Regions from separate parts of the Zea mays genome. Here region 2 is linked to region 1. A link is a contact called in public Hi-C data. All regions are on one chromosome and are shown on one strand. The core of a region is the stretch at or near the end of the contact, and the rest is flanking DNA. Distances in the headings are between cores, read along the strand shown.

What was found. Hi-C and Micro-C count contacts between places; a contact is called where the count stands out from the background.
Region 2: a contact with region 1 is called in a Hi-C map of ear, with 3 times the contacts expected there. The contact joins the promoter of LOC103632299 here to the promoter of LOC100278221 in region 1. A contact is called at or near these places in 6 of 25 Hi-C or Micro-C datasets (bundle sheath, ear, endosperm and 2 more).

What each region holds. Positions count from the first base shown.
Region 1 is chr7:43,673,910-43,680,671 of Zm-B73-REFERENCE-NAM-5.0, reverse strand. LOC100278221 (Prefoldin chaperone subunit family protein) reads left to right here and starts at 2,186. Exons shown (of 4, transcript NM_001351007.1): 1 at 2,186-2,337; 2 at 2,480-2,533; 3 at 2,855-2,924; 4 at 3,023-3,285. The coding sequence starts at 2,266. The coding sequence ends at 3,072. LOC100192915 (a long non-coding RNA gene) reads right to left here and starts at 2,051. Exons shown (of 1, transcript NR_156482.1): 1 at 1,710-2,051.
Region 2 is chr7:44,303,001-44,310,621 of Zm-B73-REFERENCE-NAM-5.0, reverse strand. LOC103632299 (glycosyl hydrolase family 10 protein / carbohydrate-binding domain-containing protein) reads right to left here and starts at 1,926. Exons shown (of 9, transcript XM_020541402.3): 1 at 1,452-1,926. The coding sequence starts at 1,631.

The DNA.
Region 1 (6,762 bases), core at 937-3,436:
CGCATATACAGGTAACGCCAAAGGAAGACTTGAAGGTTGCTTGTAGCTAGCAACACAGGCAAAGCAACATTTCTTGTGTTATCACTTTAGTGGATGGCAATGTCAACCTAGCGCACGGCCTACAGGTTGCACATGAATGTTTCAAAAGAGATAGCACAAGTTTGAACCCTTAATCAATGGCCAAATGAGATAGATGCTGCAACTGTCATTTTTCTTGTACTAGACATTTATTATACCTGATCATACATTCCTGACAAGAGACTACTGTAGTTCTGAAATAATAGCCAGACATTTTCTGAAAGATGGATCCTTTTTTACCTCACATCTGAAACACAAGGGTATACAGCAAGTAGCTAGCCATGCATTTTTGAAAAGTACTGAAGTGTATTGTAGCAGAATGGTTAACCAAACAGTTGCAGGAAGCACACATTTTAACATATCAGTTATATTGGCTAGTAAAAGGAGCATCCAAGTAAAAAAATGAACTCCAATAGAATATCCACAGGTTGCAAGAAACCAGTAAAACAACGTGAGTAAGTAAAATGAGATATCGTTGAATTAGCTAGCACGGTCCAATCAAGCTTAAGCACACTGCTACGAATCTGGCTCCGTGAATTAACAGCAATACCAATGTCCAGTCTTATCCTGCCATTTATTTATAATTTGTTTCACAGTATTGACCATTCATTTTTCTTTTAACGCAAACAATCGCTAAAACTTCAATGGTAGCAAGTGATTTTACAACATGTTGGCTCCTGATGTCCAGTTTGCTTATAGTAGGCAGGGCCCCTCAGGCCTCATCCTTGACAATAGAGCAAGTAACTTGTAAACCATCAGTTGTGAACTTTACAGCTCCTTTGGCAAGGATGACACATGACAGCTATTTTGTTTTCCTCTCTTGATGAGCTTTAAATTCAAGCTAAAATTGAAATATTACTCGAGACTCGTGTATTTTATTTCTACCTTAATGAAATGACACACAAGAAAAAAAAAAGAAATATCACTGATTTATCAACCAACCTTTTGTTTTATGCCCCATTGGTTTCTCAAACAACTTGGTATTGTTTTATTACTCAGTTGTTAATGAGGTCTGCACTTGAAGCATTTCCTGAAGATTAGCTTCCAAAACAGAGTACTGACTGGATTTGACCATCTTCCTTACAAACTAGCAAATTAACTACTACACTTCTTCTTTTAACCATATCAACAGTGGAAGTTCATAGGTGGGTGTTGTAACTGCTGATGTTGTCAGATTTTTAATGCCATCGCTGAAGCTGTATGGCTACATTCTCTCAGCACTTAAAACAAGCTTGGAGGCTTAGCTGAGTAGAAATTGTCTTGTATAATTTTCCACATAACCTGTTTGAATACACATCTTTTGTAGTTATATGAACCCGTATGGTGGCAAAAGCTAAGACTTAGTAATCACTGATCACTACAAGTTCCAGATGGAATTTTAGTTGTGATGAATTCAAATGCATATTTGTTTCCAAACAGAAGCACGGCTTCTGGTAATGTTCCGCTAGCGAATTTAGGGGGATTACCGGGATCAGCCGACCCTTAGCAAAACAATGTTAAAGTTTAAGAAAAATTTATAATTTTATACAAAAGTGACGCTACTGATCCAGCAATATTCTTGGTTACTTGCATTAATTAATAGGAACTTCTACAAGAGCCATCGTTCCCCTCATTCAAGACTCGTAAACACTATCACAGAGGAATACTGTGCAGTGTGCACGTACATTTTGGGAACAGGCTTCCTAGTAAACTCAGTCCGAACAGTGAAGCATGCAAAATCATTGAGCGTCAGAACTCTGAATCAAGAACCTAATCAGTATTCACCTACCTTGTTCGCTGGCCACAAACCGGACCTCGCCTTTCTCCTCCATCCTGGGCAACCTGAGTCGCCAGACCACTCTGCCCGCTGGGTCGGAGCCTTGTCCTCTTGTCCCGGCCACAAATCCTGAAGTTACTGCTACCGTTGGGACGGGATGGGCGTGACTTCGCCGACGGGAGGGTACGGACGGAGCCGCGACCGACTCTCGTAGTCGTAGGCTCGTAGCGCAGTGAGATCCCGAGAGGGTCTCGGACAATAAAACCCGAGGAGCTGGGCCTGGCTGTACGATCCGGCCTGCGTTTTCTAGATGGGCCTCCCATGTGACTAGTAGCTGACTGGATGGGCCTCAACATGGTTCCTTGGTGTTGCGGGTGTGCTCCAGCCCCAAGTGTCCGAGTCTTTCCGGCGAAGGGTTTCGGACAGAGAAGATGGCGACGGCGGCGGCAGGGTTGGCTCCGGCAAAGGAGGTGGTGGAGAAGAAGGTGGAACTCCTGAAGGAGGTATTGTCTACCTCCCCATACTTCGACACCTCTATTTTTGTTTCGTGTAGTTCTCCACGCAAGCTTCCTGCTACTGTTCTCCGAATTCGGCTGGTGGATGAGAGAAATAATTTGCCGCATGGATTTGGTTTGGTCTGCGCAGATACGGGCGCACGAGGTGGCGATCGCGGAGCTAGACAACCTGAATCCCTCCCGAGTCAGCCTCTTCCCCTCTGTCTCCCTCCCTTGCTTGCGGTTTGTGTCAGGTGCTGCGAGATGGTACTGGTATCAAATTACCAATGGCTACCACTAGGTTGCTCGCCAGTGATAAACTGATGCTGTACACTTTCAATTAATCTTATTTCAATACATTAGTAATCAGATGACAATCGTGAAGCACCGGTAGAAGCTTTGATTATCCAGGTTGCGAGCAAGAGCACGGATATGCTTACTGGATCTGGGTCAAATTTTGAGTAGCTTGCCTCGTCACGAACTCACAGCTTGTCCATCGTACTCACAGTTTCTTGCTTTGCAACAGGCGGTGTACCAGAAAGCTGGCAACATCTTCTTCCGTAAGAGCGTCAAATCGGTGATCACAACGGAGCAGAGTAACCGCTATAGCATTGCATCTTTGTCCAGTTACTTTCTCTCCTTAGCTTGCATTGTCTAACATTAGTGTGGTTTTATGATTTGCTATGGGTTACAGAGCAACTTGACCAAGCCAAGGCTCGGCTGAGCAAGCTGAACCAAGCTTGATGGGCAGCACGCTACAAATGTTGACCTTGAACAAAATAGAGCATGCAGATTTGAATGGACTTCTCGTTGCTCATTAATTCTGCAGTTGGGCGTTGTGGACATAATCCATGTGTAATGCTACTTTCTTTTTCATGAGATGTATGGCTAGTGTGGTCGTGAAGTTTGGTTAAGCCTTTTGAGCCCGATTCAGTGTTAAAAATCTAGAATTTCAACTAAAGGAGTACATGAGCTGAATAGATTTCTAAAAATCTATGGATTTCTCTAGTTTAATCTCAAATCTCTTCTTACCCTACGTCTTTTAGATTTCTGTCATCCATTTTTTTAAAATATTAATCAATTGCCACTCCTATTGAATTATTTTTATTTTTTTATTTGGAGGCCTCTACTCGACTTGTTGTCCGATGTGACCTGGCAACGGTTAGAGTTGCCATCGTCTCTGGAGGTCGGTGATGTAACTTAGTTGTCACTGAACCATCATGTTCGTCACTCGTATTTGATCATTTCAGGAGATCAAAACAAGACAACACAATTAAATCAAACTTCACCTTCACTTTTAACTCCATCTATCTCGGATGAAAGACGATTAAAGGATGATGTTGGTCACTTTTCAATTGTTACATGTCATAGAAAACAAGGCAACACAAAATTAAGAGACAAGAACCTTCATCCTCAAGATAATACACCTTCAGTGTAACAACTTGATGATGAAGGTTTTAATGTATAACAAAAAACAAAATTGTTATGTACTCGACTTCAATCCTCTAAAGGCTTGTTCGGTTATTTTCAATCCATATGGATCGGAGGGGATTCATACGGATTTAGAGAGATTTTGATTTACTAGGGATTGAAACCCCTTCAATCCCCCTCAATCCATACGGATTAGGGTAGAACCGAACAAACCCTAAAGGTGTTGAAATCAAGGCGGCAACATGTGTTGATACATGAAGACCTTCGTCCTGAGGTTGATAATGTTTTGTGGTATGAGTTCGAAGGACAAAAGGCCTTCGAACAAGAATGCATAACAGAAATGAAATATGATGTAAAGAGACAAACAAAATAATACATGAGAGCATATCTCTATTGCCTTAGCATTTTCAATGTCTCCCATTACATTAGCTGAATTTACAATCATACCTTCGGCTCCTTAATAGTGGGATGCACGAAGGTTCTTCGAAGGCTAAGCACTACGAAGTTATGGCCCTTGGGAAAAGGTACTTTATGCAAGACAATGTTCATCTATTTATAGAGAGACGAACCGCCTTTGCACATATTTACCATAGTGTCCATCAAGGCTTTCCATACGCTGTTTACAAATGATATATGGTTAATATCGTATTTTCTCTATCTTCTCTATCTTCGGCTTTGCGGGTTTCAACCTTCGTCATTCAGTGGCTTCCTTTTCGACTTGTGTTTGAAGTCAATGCCTTCAGTCACCGTTTCTACCACTTGCGTATAGACGAAACGTCTTTGTTTACTGCTTTCGTCGAAGGTCAGCTTCGTCGGTAAGAAGAGATGTTCCTGAAAACACACTTACTCATGGTGAAGCTATGTGTTAGTCAGTTGATTGTTTCTTCGTCAACAAGTGACCTTTGGCATGGCTTTTGTTGTGTCCTTAAAGCAGTCATGCAATACAGTTAAACAGAGGACCTTCGACAATGTAGGCCCCAACAATAGTGTCACACCCGGTTTTAGAAGGCAAACCGAATGCGAACCATGTACATGCCAGGATCATAAATTCACGTACACAACAATTACATAGTTGGACATCATCACGCATTGCTCAAAACAATAGCGGGAATAAGTACTTTATTATATCATGATGTCCAAGACATCCACAGAGTCATTAACTTAAGTCATAATCATAATCAAAGTGCTGAACGAAACACAGTACGATAAGGCCTTCACAGGCAGCTGACTGGGGGTTTGCCACTTGAAAGTGTCACGATCCCCAAGAGGGGGGTGAATTGGGCTTTTCTAAAAATTCACCAACAATTAAACCCTAAGCAAGAGCCCAGCTTCACCCAACTACTAGCAATAAGTAAATACTACTAGAAAAACAACAACCCTAAGTCATTACTTCAAATACTTGCTAAACAATTGAACAAAGAGAAATGCTTAAATTAAATGCGGAATGTAAAGCAAGGTTGAGAAGACTCCTCCATTTTTTTGCTGAGGTATCGAAGAGTCGGCACTCTTCCCTAGTCCTCGTTGGAGTACCCGCGCAAGGGTATCGCTCCCCCTTGGTCCTCGCAAGAACCAAGTGCTCACTATGAGGTGATCCTTTGCCACTCCGACGCGGTGGATCCCTCATGACCGCGTACAATCTTGAGCCAGGTCACCAACAAATCCTCCAGGGTGATCACCGCGCTCCAAACACCACCAAGCCGTCTAGGTGATCTCGATCACCAAGAGTAACAAGCCATAGACTTTCACTTGACCATGAGAAGCCTAATGCATGTGGTGTGTGCTCTAGGTGGCTCTCACTTGCACTAATGAGGTCCTAACACGGGATTAAGATTTTCTAATCACCCCACTAGGCTTTGTGTTGCTTGCAATGCTCTAGCAATGTGTGGGCTTTAATGTGGGCAGCAAGACACTCAATGAGGTAGGTGGAGGGGGTATAACTAGCCACACCCACCAAACTAGCTGTTACCTGGCTGTTCTACGCATAGACGCACCGGACAGTCCGGTGCGCCACCGGTGCGCCAACGGTCGGCTCCAACGGCTAGTTATGACAGCTAGCCGTTGGGCTAATGGCGCACCGGACATTGAACAGTACTTGTCCGGTGCACACCGGACAATCCGGTGTGACCGCTAAAATTCAACTTCCCAACTCGTTGCTCTCGGGGGCAGAGGTGCTGCCCCCAGGGCTGGCTGGCCCCACTGTCAGGGGCGCACGGGACAGTCCGGTGCACACCGGACAGTCCGATGACCCTAAGACAGAAACCCTAACTTCTTTTTCCTTTGGTTTTTCTAAACCGTTTTGCTCTAACTTGTGAGTGTGTTATAGAGTGATACCTAGCACTAGATGTGAGTGTGAATATGCACCAACACTACACTAGAAATACTTTGGTCAAACTACTCATCCACAACCCCTCTTTATAGTACGACTAAAATAAAAATAGAAGACCTAATTCTATACCAAGTGTCCGCAACTCCTTCGCTACTCGGAATATGAAGACCTTCATCTTTTAATTCGTCTCTTCAGCCGTCGCTTCAAGTTCTCATCTCAGGGATTGTTTTCACCGTTGTAGCACAACTTTCTGTAATGCAACCTAACTTACCATTTGCTCTGCAAAACACACGTTAGTCATATATAATCATATGTTGTCATTAATCACTAAAACAAACCAGGGGCCTAAATGCTTTCAATCTCCCCCTTTTTGGTGATTGATGACAACCCTACAAAAGTGTGAGAGTAGTTTGTTTGTTTTTGTGTCAATAGAGAATATGGTTAGTTATACTCAATAATTTTGATAGAAAAAGTCGTGTAATAAAATAGTAAGTTTAGGCGCATACACAACGTAAGTTTCTTGTTCATATAAGAATGAAATGAAATCCATGAACAAGAACTGAACGACTGGTGATAACATCATAGATGAGAACATAATACACACACAGTCATTAACAAACATCGAGAGCATATCATAGAGTTTGTGAGTTAAGCATCATACACAAGTGGAGCTAGTA
Region 2 (7,621 bases), core at 677-3,176, 630 kb before region 1:
GCTTCGACCTCCCAAGAGGCTAGGAAAGGTTGTTGATACAAATTTCTATCGCCAGCTCAATTAAAAATAGAAAATAGGCTCATTTATTTTTTGTTGGCGTGGACAACTTTAAAGATTAATCACCAATAAATAGAGAACTGTTGGAGCACAAACATTTTTGTATACTCCTTATAGTGTTTTAGCAACTCCCTTTTTTTCTCGAATACGCAGGGAACTGCACATCACTATATTAAGAAGAGCAAAACAAGAGGAAGATCCTCGGTACAGCAGAACACGCTAACACAGCCAGAACTAACACTTGCTCAAACAACAAATAAAAGGAGAACATCCCATCATTAAATGAGAAGATAGGTCTAAGCCTTTGGCACCTTCTGCACATAGCAGGCCTTTCTAGTCGAGGAGGATAGTTGTGATATTTGAAGTAATCGCTGATGGATCGACACAGCTGGCACATGCTTCAGCTAAAACATACGAAAAAGTTATGTATGATCTTCTCAAAAGTTCTGCATGGTCTACTGCACTCGAGTGCCCAACATGTCTTGGAATCTCCCAAACCCAATGGGCTACATTTGGATCTAGGAGGCTTCACCAGTATTGATAGAGACGACTTCAGCTGAGTGAGATCTACTCCCAAAAAAAAACAGGAAACCACAAATCTTCAATGGTTGCCGTCGTTTCCCTAAATAAACAGCCAGCAAAGGTGAAATATGTACAACCGATTGCAACACACGCACCTTGAATCTTTGTTCAGTGGGAAACCAAATCAACAGCTGATTGGCTATGCTAATGAAATCACCAAAATCCTATATACTGCAAGGCCTACCGAAACAATCAAACAAACATCCACAGCAAGAGACGAATGCAGCGGCCACTGGTATACCTTGGGCTCGGAATCGGGACCCTGTGGATCTGGTTGCGGGAGCGAGCGGTCAGCCCGGCGAGGGCGGAACAAAGACGAGAGCCAGCTGCAGCGCCTCCTCATCTCATCCAACCCAGAAATCCCGTCCCCGCAGCAGCAGCAGCAGCTACCCAGCGAATGGCAAGAAGTCAAAACAGGGGAGTGGAAGGAAAGCCGCGTAAGGTAGGCGGTCGTTACCTTCCCTCCCCTCACCTACCTAACTGGCTACCGAGGTGGCGGCACCGTCGACACGACAGCTTGGACCTTGGGACGGAAGGAAAAGCATGATTCGGGACGGCACGGAGATGCGCCCGTGAATGCGACAGCGGCGCCGAAGCGTCTTCCCCAAGAAATGCCGGCGCGCGTGCCTGCGTCCGGGGCGATGGAAAAGGAATCGGATGTGAAGAATGCCGCGGGAGAAGGATTACTGGATTAGGAAGGCCCAGTTATCCTATCCTACGCAGTCTCGTCTCCTGGGTCTTTGAGGCATAAAGATGAACACCTTCCTCTAAAGCCAGATGAGTGCGAGCCAGAGGTAAGCCGTAAGCAGTACCTCTCTGCAGGATCGGCGGCCCCTAGAGACAGAGGCCGCGACGTGTCGGTGTTCGGCGAGCTGGGACGGCGGCGGGACAATCGAGAAGTAGAGAACTCTGCGATTCGCGCCGTCGATCGGCAGTGAGGATCCTGCTGGGCTAGGAGGGAATGAAGAAGATGTCGAACAAGTCAACGTCATGAAAAGGGTTGCAAACAATGCGAGGGTCTAACCGCAGCTAACTTCGTTAGACTTTTTCTTTTTACCTTCTATTTGAATTTCACACTATAAACGATCTAATCAGTATTTTGAAGAGATCAAACTATAATGGTGGTATGTGTCGATTGGTCAAGGGATGATGTGGTTTGCTAAAGCATCTCAATAGTTATGTAAATTAAGCACCCTAAATTATAGATTTGGAGAGTTCTCCTTTATCTGTTGTTTGAGCGAGCGTTAGTTCTGGCTGTGTTAGTGCCTTATGCTGTATCGAGTATATTTCTCTTTTATTGTTCATCATAGTTTGATCAAGGATGACGAAACAGATGCACACACAGTGACATAACAGAAAGGACCACACGTAAGGATAAAAATGGTGGATGTTCGCTAGACTTAACAACCCTCTTGATCTAATCAAGTATGACAAAGCGGGTGCACACAGTGACATACTAAAAAGACCACACGGTCAAGGATAGAAATGGTGTATCCCATTGAAATCTTCGTATAACAATGGCCACTTGTTTCTCTTACTATGTATAGGGACAAGGGTCAAACCGTACAGGTACAAAAAAAACTCATATTGTAATACTTCTCACATAGACATGAGAGTCAAGCACTCTACTTTGTAACAAACGAAAGCCAGTATCAAAGACTTTAGCACCAAACTAGACATAAGAGTTCTTTCCAAACCAGTTTAAACTTTCTTCCTATTTTGTGTCTAGATCAGGGTCAAAATATAACAGTGGCACACTAACCCCATCCTATCATACAAATTTACTAGTTGTGGGGTCAAAACCACAAAAGATGGCGTGCCAATTAGGGGGTTTCACATGTTACATTTATCTCTCGGTGGCTTTGGACATTTCCTGCAGCACCTTCACCACCTTGGTGCCATTTCTAGGAACGACGAGTGGCTCCGGACTATACCCGCTGCCCCAGAATATTAGTGTTGTTATAGATATTGCCCATTGCATTATTACCAGTCTAAAAGGGCCTTCGGTTTTCGAAACCTTTGTTACCTCAACTTTCTTTGATTCTTACTTAATGTTTGTGTATTATGTCATTTTTTTATTAATTAGTGCTCTATGATCTTTTTTGTGTAGAGTTTTCCTAACCATTTTTCTTTCCATCATTTAGGTAAATCTGACGATTAGGGCAGAAGACTTTTCGAGTTTAAAAGGGCCTCCGGCCTTCGAAGGTTGTGTATATATTTTTCCTCTACGGGCTAGTTTGAAAACACTATTTTCACATGAGATTTTTAATTTTTCAAGGAAAAATGAACTAATTTCTCTCGAAAAAATTGAAATTCCTTGAGAAATATGATTCCCAAATCAGCCCTAACTCTGTTCTTTTTCCCGTGATACATATCGTCTCATTAGCTTACTACTGATATTCATTTTCAATATACTTTTCTAACTGTTTTGTGTTTTCAGTGAAGTATAAACTTTTGTTCCACAACATGGACTTCATTATCGTCTACATATCCCCTCAGAGATTTGCTGCTTGATCAAGGTTCCTTTTTATTACACCCTCCTTTAAACCTTCCTACCATGGATCTTTGCTCCTGATACAGACCTTCTGATTAGCTTACTACGAATATTAAATTTCCACTAACTGTTTTAATTGTTTTCAGTGAATTCCAAAACTCTGTTACTCAACCCGGGCTATATATTAAACCAAGAGTCGTTGCTCGTGAATGAGGGTGGACACGTCCCCTAAATTTCCGTAGCCATAGGATCGTTGGTAGGTGCCGTAAAGCCTACTGTCTAGGTGTTACTCACTGTTGCATCTGATATGTTGCCCCAACTATTTGCCTGCCATTTTTTAATCGTATGAGCCTCGAGTTCTCCGGAAGGTACTCCGTCCCGAGAAGAAGTGAAGAGATTTCATGGGAGGGTGACACCTCTGAGGGCTAGTTTGGGAACCACATTTTCTCAAGGGATTTCAATTTTCACAAGGGAAATTAGTTCATTTTCCCTTGGAAAAATAGAAATCTCATGGGAAAATGTGGTTCCCAAACTAGCCCTGAAACTTCATTTTACCTCATTAAGACACTAGGAAGCGCTCGCTTGCTCCACTGCTCCCACCATCCGCACCTCTGTTCCCATTACCCCCTGCGCCGTCATTTTCTCACCAGGCCGCTAGGACGTCCTCGCTCGCTCCCCGTCTGTCCGGTCCCCATACTACGACCCCATGGCGTCTGCGCTTGTGCTGCTCCTGCCTCCTGTCGGCTGCCGCTCGCAGTTTGTACTGCGGAGTGCGCTCCTAGGCCTGACCTGATGAGTGGCGTTCCATGGATGCGAAGCGGCTATGGGTGGTAGCCTTTGCGCTGGAATGTTGGAGCCACCAGGCGTGTATTCAAGCGCGGCGTCCATCCCATTGCCTTGCTTGCTCCATCCGGCTGTCGGCGTGCCAACTGCAACTAGACACACCTCCGCCCGCATCGCCCCTACGACGTCATTTCCCCGTCGGCTCCGTCGCTCCGTCTACACGTCGGTGTGGCACATGCTCTTGCCGTCTGTCCCTCCATTATCTGTGCCGCCAGATCTCGTCATCACGTTCGAGCAGGCCACTGCGGCACCATTTCTAGGAACGACGAGCGGCTCCGGGCGGTACCGGCTGCCCTAGAATATCGCTGTTGTCATGGACACTGCCCATTGCATTATTATCCAGTCTAAAGGGCCTTCGATTTTTAAAACCTTTGTTACCACAACTTTCTTTGATTCTTACTTAATGTTTATGTATTATGCCTAAAGGTCCTCGAAGACACATCTAACCATTTATTATCAGCATATTGACGAATATTACAACAGCTTTGGCACCAGAATAGCTTCGATGCAGAACAATGGAGGGCGATGAAGGTAGCTTCGTCATAACAACAGAAGAAGATGATGCTAGGAGAAGGTGTCATCCTAAACGTTGAAGGCAAAATACAATGTTGCCCCTATATTATCTGTAAATCATGTGTGTAATTCTTGAGGGCATGAATGTAATTTCGTACGAAGTTGTACGACTCCCTATAAATAGATGAACAGTGTCCTGCATAAAGTACCTTTTTTGGAGGGCAGAACAATCATTGTGTGTAACCTTCTCTTCATCTTCGCTCTAAATCACTTTCTAGAGCCGAAGGTATGTTTGTAAATTTAACATATGAAGGAGAAAATATATGTTGTTGACGTGCAAGACGAGTTGTCATGTTTAAACTTCTTTATATTTCCTACACACTCATATATTTACTTGCAATAGCAAATCATAACCTTCGTCTCTAAAGAAGGTATCTCAAAGGGATGACTACTTAAAGATGAAGGTTGATTATCTTTCTTAATATTGTGTTGTCTTGTTTTTTATTGTGTATAGCAATCGAGAACGAGTGACCAACATTGGGGCACACCTCCGGTGAACTCTACGACCACCTTCGTCATGCCGTCGAAGAAGACAACGGCGCCAGGGGTTGTTCTTGCTCCCTAGACACCAATCAAGACGGAATCCTTCTAAGGGAGGCCCGAAGCCAGAAGAGGAAGGCCACTAGCCCAACTCCACAAGATGAAGAGCTAGATCAAGAGATCAGCAACCTGGAGGCCATACACTAACAGGTAGAAAAGAGAAAGGAAAAGATGCTTCGACTGTCAGAGCTACAAAATAAGATTGATGAAGCAGCTGAGGAAATGCGACAAATCACACAAGATAATGAGCAAGGGCATAGACCACAACAAAAAGACCTTTCGACAGGAGGGTCCCAGCCACGACGATATGTGGTATGATGATTTTCATCATGACATCATTGCTTTTGATGACGCTTCTCCTCTAACCACAGAGCTACAGGTTGTGCCATGGCCACCTTCATACTAGCCACCCAACTGCCCATGTACGATGGCCACTCAGACCCCAAGCAATTTCGAATGAACTACGAAGCAACCTGTCGGCGTTTCGACCCCGGGGGGTCCCTGGACCGACAAGTAAATTGTCGCTGCGTGTCCCAGCCCAGATGGGTCGGCGCGAGACAGAACACAAGGGGGAAACAATAAGGAGAATCACGGCCTCGTGTTGTCCTGCGCCCAGGGCGGATGCGCTTGCAGTAGGGGGTTACAAGCGTTCGCGAGGGAGAGAGAGAGCCTTGTTCGTCAGCCCGTCCTCCCGCGCGGCCACCTTCTCGTACGAGGGCCCTGGACCTTCCTTTTATAGATGTAAGGAGAAGGCCCAGGTGTACAATGGGGGGTGTAGCAATGTGCTAACGTGTCTAGCAGAGGGAAGCCAGAGTCCTATGTACAGGTGAGAGCACCTAGAGGGGGGGGGTGAATAGGTGATCCTGTAAAAACTTAACTTATAGCCACAAAAAACTTGTTAAGGGTTAGCACAATAATTGCCAAGTGGCTAAAGAGGAGATCTTGCACAATACGACTATCACAGAGAATTCAACACAGAGGAGACACGGTGATTTATCCCGTGGTTCGGCCAAGTACAAAACTTGCCTACTCCACGTTGTGGCGTCCCAACGGACGAGGGTTGCAATCAACCCCTCTCAAGCGGTCCAAAGACCCACTTGAATACCACGGTGTTATGCCTTGCTTATCTTTATCCCACTCGCGAGGAATCTCCACAAATTGGAGTCTCTCGCCCTTACACTTAAGATTCACAAAGAAACACGGAGTAAGGGAGGGAAGCAACACACACAAATCCACAGCGAAATGCGCACACACACGGCCAAGAATCGAGCTCAAAGACTATCTCACAGTTTCTCACAAGAACGGAGCTCGAATCACTTAGAATCACAAACGGATGCGCAAAGACTTAGTGTGGATGATCAAGAATGCTCAAGAGTTGCTTGGTGTGCTTGGTGTGCTCCTCCATGCGCCTAGGGGTCCCTTTTATAGCCCCAAGGCAGCTAGGAGCCGTTGAGAACAAATCTGGAAGGCCATCTTTGCCTTCTGTCGTCGGGCGCACCGGACAGTCCGGTGCACACCGGACAGTGTCCGGTGCCCGATTTCTTTCCTTAAACAGCACAGTCGACCGTTGCAGATGCGGGAGCCGTTGGCGCACCGGACATGTCCGGTGCACACCGGACAGTCCGGTGCCCCCTTCCGACCGTTGGCTCGGCCACGTGTCCCGCGCTGATCGCGCGGCCGACCGTTGGCCCGGCCGACCGTTGGCTCACCGGACAGTCCGGTGCACACCGGACAGTCCGGTGAATTTTAGCCGTACGCCGTCGGCGAATTCCCGAGAGTGGCCACTTCGGCCGAGGCAGCCTGGCGCACCGGACACTGTCCGGTGCACCACCGGACAGTCCGGTGCCCCAGACCGAAACAGCCTGTTGGCTGTTCACAGCCAACTTTCTTCTTCTCTTCTTCTTCTTCCTGTTTCTAATACTTAGACAAGTATATTAGTACATAAAACCAATGTACTAAGACTTAGAAACATACCTTTGCTCTAGATTTGCACTTTGTTCACCCATGGACATAGATTCACATTTAAACACTTGTGTTGACACTCAATCACCAAAATACTTAGAAATGGCCCAAGGGCACATTTCCCTTTCAATCTCCCCCTTTTTGGTGATTTATGCCAACACAACATAAAGCAACTAGAACAAGTGCAAAATCACTTCAAATAAAAATAAATTTGAGTTTTATTCAATTTTGGCATATATGGATCATCCTTTGCCACCACTTGGTCTGTTTTTGCAAATCAAACTCAAATCTCTATCTCTAGATCAAACACACATGTTGAAGCATATAGAGAGTTATTCCAAAAGAGATTGGTCACAGATTTCAAAAACTCCCCCTTTTCCCATAATCAACATTTCCCCCACAAGAAGCCAACTTTTGATAAGAGAGACAATAAAAGAGTTTTGCCAAAACGAAAAGCTCTATTCTACTATTTTCAAAATCTCAAAAGTGGTAGCTGATCCATTTATTGCTTTGGCCTTTATTTTCTCCCCCTTTGGCATCAAGCACCAAAACGGGATCAATCTTGGCCCT